2 separate regions of the Gossypium hirsutum genome follow, and region 2 is linked to region 1. A link is a contact called in public Hi-C data. All regions are on one chromosome and are shown on one strand. The core of a region is the stretch at or near the end of the contact, and the rest is flanking DNA. Distances in the headings are between cores, read along the strand shown.

Region 1 (2,847 bases), core at 208-2,707:
CCATATGGTCTCCTAACTCCATTACAAGCAGCCGTTGCGGTGGTGCAAAAGGTATATAAATCTGAAACACTCACTTATTGTGCTAATAATGAGGAGTATCATTTGTTTGATAAGGATCATTTTACAGAGTCTACGCCCGACAATCCCCAAGCATACTCACCCAAGACTAAGGGAACTGCTTGAGAGATGCTGGCTGCAGGACCCAAGCCAAAGACCTAACTTTTCTGAAATTATAGATATCCTTAAACAAATAGCTAAAGAGGTAAAGGTATTCATGGGAAACTAGGAATTGTAATTAGTGGAGTCAAAGAAAACAATTCTAAGCGTGGTAGTTACCTTTGAAATAGGTTGCAGATGAGGGGGAAGATGGGTGCAACATCAAGTCTTCTGATGCTTTCTTCTCCACCGTGAAGAGGAGGATGCTGTGAATTACACGTGTTGTCTCACTGCATGCATACATGCATTTCTTTTTTTTCTTTCTTTCTTCCTTTTTTTTGTTGGGGGGGGGGGGGATGTACAGCATTATGCATGATGAGAGGGATTATCCAGTTTTTGTAACTCTTGTTACCGTTTCCTTCAAATCCGTTTTTAAGTGTTACAATTGCTATCTCCCCCCTTGTTTCCTCTCACTCTCTCCTATAGAAGGTTTTCTAATAAGGGAAATGGATAAGGATTATTCAAGAATTAATCCGAAAACCAAATTTGATATTAAGTTTCTTGTCACTCATGATTCAAGTGTTTTTCACATGCAATGAGATAAAGAAAAAGTTATATTGAAAAAAAGTTACATTCATACTATTATTTCACTTATGATTGAAGTATTTTTGAGCACTTCCATCCTTCGGTATTTCAATTGTAATGATACTTTATGCTAAAGTTCATCAACCGACGGATGTTTCACACTTGCAAACGTTTACTCCCTTTTTTGGAGTATAAATTCCTGAGCCTCTCTTTTCGAGAATGATTTGTGGAGATTTATTTGAAAAGTTAGAATCTTTCTAAGTTGAACTTTTTTTTTTTTTTGTGGAAACGTAGTCTTAAGGCTAACCTCACTAAAGCTTTCCTTTGATTGAGGAAACTAAGTGTAGAGGATCTTTGCTCTTTTTGCTTTAGTGCATGGTAAGAGATCTCTTACCTTTTTGGGGATTGCCCCATCAGAAAGCGCTTCCGAGAATATCTCCACACTATTGCCCAATCTAGCACCTTGGTTCCACCTAGCTAGGAGGATTGCCTCTCCACTAATCTCTCCTCAAAGATATGTATGAACAGGTTGAGACTACCATGAAATGCCTTGTTTGCTTTTTCCGTCTAGGAGATATGGTTGGTAAGAAATGCTCGTGTTTTTGGTGATTCCTATCCAGTAAAGACTTTTGAGGAAAGAATCTTTTCAACGACGGGGCAATTTGTTGTCATCTCCTCAACAGTTTAAAGAGTTCCCCTCCCTTTACCTTAGTGACCTGGAACCCCCCCTCCCTCCAAAGGGATTGGTACAAACTCAATATGAATGGGTCATCGCCGAGAAACCCAGGGAAGCGAGGGCAGGAGCCATTATACAAGACCGTAATGGGAATTGGGTTACAGGATCTTATAGACATATCCCAAGATCTACCAATGTGGAAGCAGAGTTGCGAGCCCTCAAAAACGGCCTTCAGTTGGCAATAATTTAAAATTAGATAATATTGAAATTGAAGCAAATGCCACCACCATTATCCATTTTATGACTAATGAACTAACTTCTAATCTCTTGTTATGCAGACGCACTAGCTGAGCTAGGGAGCATTTTTCAAATTACCTCTCCCTCGAATGTTTTAAATTTTCAGAATTTGCTAGTAGCTGATATGTAAGGAGGTGTTATGTATCAAATAATATTTTAATTTCGCATTTTATGAAATCTAATTTTCTTTCAACCAGAAAAAAAAAAAAAAACCTTAACTAAGTATCACCCATCACTTAAGTCCCAATTTTAAAAAAATACATGCTCATAATACATTTAAACCGAAGACACCAAAATCTCCCTTGTTTTTACTTTACCAATTCTATCAAAGTCATATTTAATTTTTATAAATACATAAAATTTTTCACCATATAATCTAGTTGTTTTTATTTATTTATTTATTTATTTATTTATTTTTTGGTGGTGGTGGTGGTTTGTTCTTGTTAGTTTATGCCGTGCTTAATTCCCCATGTAATTCCAATGCTCAAGCGGGAGGCCGGACGCTTTTGCCTATTCAAATTAAAACTTAATGTTGCTCTCGGTCCTTTCCGTTGCTGTGATAAAAGATGATCCAGCAGAACTAAATGAGATCAATATTATATACCAGGCCATACGATGCCAAAACCTCGATTAATTTTTCTATAATGAAAGTTTCAATTGCCCTAAACCCTAAGAAAAAAAAGATACATTCTGGGACAGGGAAAAGTTGTCAAAAGCACATATTAGAAGCAAACTGGAACTATTGGGATTTTGCAGTCCTATATACACTGAACCAAATGAAATGAAAATAACACACAAAGGCTTGGGACACACCCTACTTCAACCTCATTCTCTTCTTCGTATGTTTATTGGGTGAATGGTGATGCTCCTTTTCCTCTGATGCCTTTGGTTGTTGCATCTCTTTCGACTTTCTGCTGTTTACAAACTGAGAGAAAGATGGAATTGCAGGCAGCTTAGTTTGCATCTGCGGGGTTGAAGCCTTTACTGAAGTCTTCGATTCAATGTCGCCACAACGTTGTTCACCAATAACTTTATTTACTTCTTTTTTTCTCTCATCATGTAACATAGCTGACACTGTTCGAGGAGAGGGTTCTTCCTTCCTTGTGATATTCTCCAAAGGAGACGTGATACCA
Region 2 (2,847 bases), core at 103-2,602, 87 kb before region 1:
GAAGAGAAGGGGAAGAAGAGTTTTTGATTGATATAGGCATACAACTGTGATTTTAATATCCCAATAACTTAAATGAAAACTTTCGAATAGTTTAGAGAAAATTTTGTAACTTTTGAAGTTGAGTGACCAAAATGTAAACTTACTAATAGTTTAGTGACCTTGGGTCTAGTTTACCCAAAAATTATTTGTTAAATTCAAGTCCATTAAATCAATGCCATTTTTTGTTATATAGCTACTAAAATGAGTATTTTAAAAAAAAAATTTAACATGTCATACCAACGAATTTAACGGGAGTATTTATTGGTATTAATAATTGAATATGAATTTTTAAATTAAAAAAATAGAGGGACTAAATTCTTAAAAATAAAAGTATGAAAACTAAATTTCAAATGTATGAAAAGTACGAAAACTTAAAAGTATATTTTAATCTTCAAATATTTATTTTATAATTTAACCTCAAAAATAATTAACCTAATTGAAAGCGTGGTAACAACCATACTAGTTTATATAAAAGAGACACCTCTTCTTACAAGTGGTTGGAAGAAATACTTCCACTTTTTTTTAAGATTTTGGATCAAGTTCAAATCTTGAAGCTAATATTATTGGAAGAATTTTACCTAAAAATCAGCCTCACCTAAATATGACTAGACTCAAACCGTAAAATGAATGAGAATAAATGTAATTATATCAAAAGAGACGCCTCCAACAAACACACACTTAATGGGCAAAGGCTTAGTGAGAAGTAGATGGCTAGATGCTAGCAATTAATTATCATGTTACATGGAAGGGAATATATGGCCTTCAACCCTGTATTGATGCATTCACACAGCACACAGCTTAATAGGACAAAGTGATGAGTTGCACCATGCTTTCTGGTTTGTTACGTCTGATTGTCGTCATGAAATTTTAACACTTAAGTATTTAGATTGTTTTTCATATAGTGATATAAAACTTGCAGTTAAATTTTTAATTGATATTAATTTCGAGTTTTATTGTCGATAATTCTTTACCTAAGCTTATCTCTTTTATTACCATTATAATGAGAATCAAGATTTGGTAAATCAAAGAACATTGATTAGCAAAACGCACTGGAGGAATGAGTTTGATTAATTATTTGGCATTAATAGTTAAATCTTCTATTAAGTAAGTATGTAATAATTTTGTTTCATAATTCAGCTTACTTTGACCAATGCACCTTTACTTCAATATAATGATATTTACATTAAAAAGAAAAAAAAAATTGGGCTGGGTCTCACAGTAAACCGACCCGACTTTGGTTGAGGGAGGGGGTATTTTTGACCTGATGCTAAACACATTCCATTGACTATAGTCATCTAGAAAAGTCGGCTAGGGCTTCCCTGTTTGTCTATAAATAAGCACTCAGGGCCTCCCAATTCTTCTGTTTTGAGAGTTTCTCTCTCTTTCTCTTCGGGGGAGGGCTTCTTTCCGACAAAATTAGATCCTGAGAGTTCAAAGAAAAATAAAACATTAAAAAGAGCAGCTAACAGAAATCAGTTTGCAGTTAAAAATAAACTTGATTGTTTACTTGAGAGATAATCTAGGTCCGTATCTTATCACATCCGGTCGCCATGGATTTGCGGTTCCCTTACTCTCCCGCGGAAGTCGCCAAGGTTCGCGTGGTCCAGTTCGGCATCCTCAGCCCCGACGAAATTGTAATTTTCAATTTCTCCAACTTTTTCTTTCTCCTTTTTTCTTGCAGTCTTTTTGGTTGCTCTAGAATCTTTGTACTTAACTGGTAACTTCTTTGCGGTTCTTCTTTCGTATACTATACAAGATGAAACTGCTGGGACGTTTTCTTTTTCTTTTTCTTTTTCACTCGTTACTCGAGCTTGTTGAATTGGGGAAGTACGCTTTTTTATTTCCTTGTTTTTTTCTTCCTTTTTGCAGCGGCAAATGTCAGTGGTGCAGATTGAGCACAGTGAAACGACGGAGAGAGGAAAACCCAAAGTAGGAGGTTTAAGTGACCCGCGACTGGGCACGATTGACAGGAAATTAAAGTGCGAGACGTGTACGGCTAACATGGCAGAGTGTCCAGGGCATTTTGGGCACTTGGAGCTTGCCAAGCCTATGTTTCATATTGGGTTTATGAAAACTGTGCTTAGTATTATGAGATGTGTCTGCTTCAATTGCTCCAAGATTCTCGCTGATGAGGTACTACTATGTTTGATTAGGTTGCTTACCTTAATTCAAGCTGAACGTATTTTTAGTGGGTTGATAACTTCCTGTAATTTTTGATGCTTAATATTAATTAGTTCCCGCTTGCCATCTAAGGTAAAGAACACATAGATACGTTTGAAGAAGTTTGAGTAACTTGAGCAGTGTTAGATATGGTATTTTGAATTAATAGAAACTGGATGTGAAGCATATAAAAGGAATGATAGGTTTTAATGGTTTACTTTTGACTATGAAATATTGACTGTCGGGTAGGGAGTGATATCTGGCTTCATAGGTGATCCTTTTTTTTTAATTACAACTGCTTCGGGTTATGAATATGATTTCCGTGTTTCCATATTTGTGTTTTAATATGTTGTTGCACCTGCTATTTATGCATGCTCTTATGTGTTTATTATTCAGTTTGCATTAAAACCTTAGGAGCAAATATACCTGGTCAGTGGTTTTACGATGCCATTCTCTAATTTAATTGTTGTATTTTCAGGAAGATCATAAATTTAAGCAAGCTTTGAAGATAAAAAATCCAAAGAACAGACTAAAAAAAATTTTAGATGCATGCAAGAATAAAACTAAATGTGAGGGTGGTGATGAAATTGATGTCCAAGGTCAAGATGTGGAGGAACCGGTAAAAAAGAGCCGTGGTGGCTGTGGTGC

Evidence for each region. A called contact is a pair of places that touch in the nucleus more often than the background predicts.
Region 2: a Hi-C map of hypocotyl shows a contact between it and region 1, with 2.5 times the contacts expected there. The contact joins the promoter of LOC107912855 here to the enhancer-like site in region 1. A contact is called at or near these places in 6 of 34 Hi-C or Micro-C datasets (anther, hypocotyl, leaf and 1 more).

What each region holds. Positions count from the first base shown.
Region 1 is chrD11:20,022,666-20,025,512 of Gossypium_hirsutum_v2.1, reverse strand. It overlaps LOC107912858 (ATP-dependent DNA helicase Q-like 3), which reads right to left. Exons shown (of 20, transcript XM_016841211.2): 20 at 2,285-2,847. The coding sequence ends at 2,529. It also overlaps the pseudogene LOC107912857. Among protein-coding and RNA genes, the nearest start is that of LOC107912858, 12 kb to the right of the region's middle. Within about 2 kb of position 1,457, at least 5 of the 9 cell types and tissues checked have an H3K27ac peak or open chromatin away from gene starts, as enhancers often do.
Region 2 is chrD11:20,110,011-20,112,857 of Gossypium_hirsutum_v2.1, reverse strand. It overlaps LOC107912855 (DNA-directed RNA polymerase II subunit RPB1), which reads left to right and starts at 1,352. Exons shown (of 15, transcript XM_041106430.1): 1 at 1,352-1,673; 2 at 1,909-2,172; 3 at 2,678-2,847. The coding sequence starts at 1,590.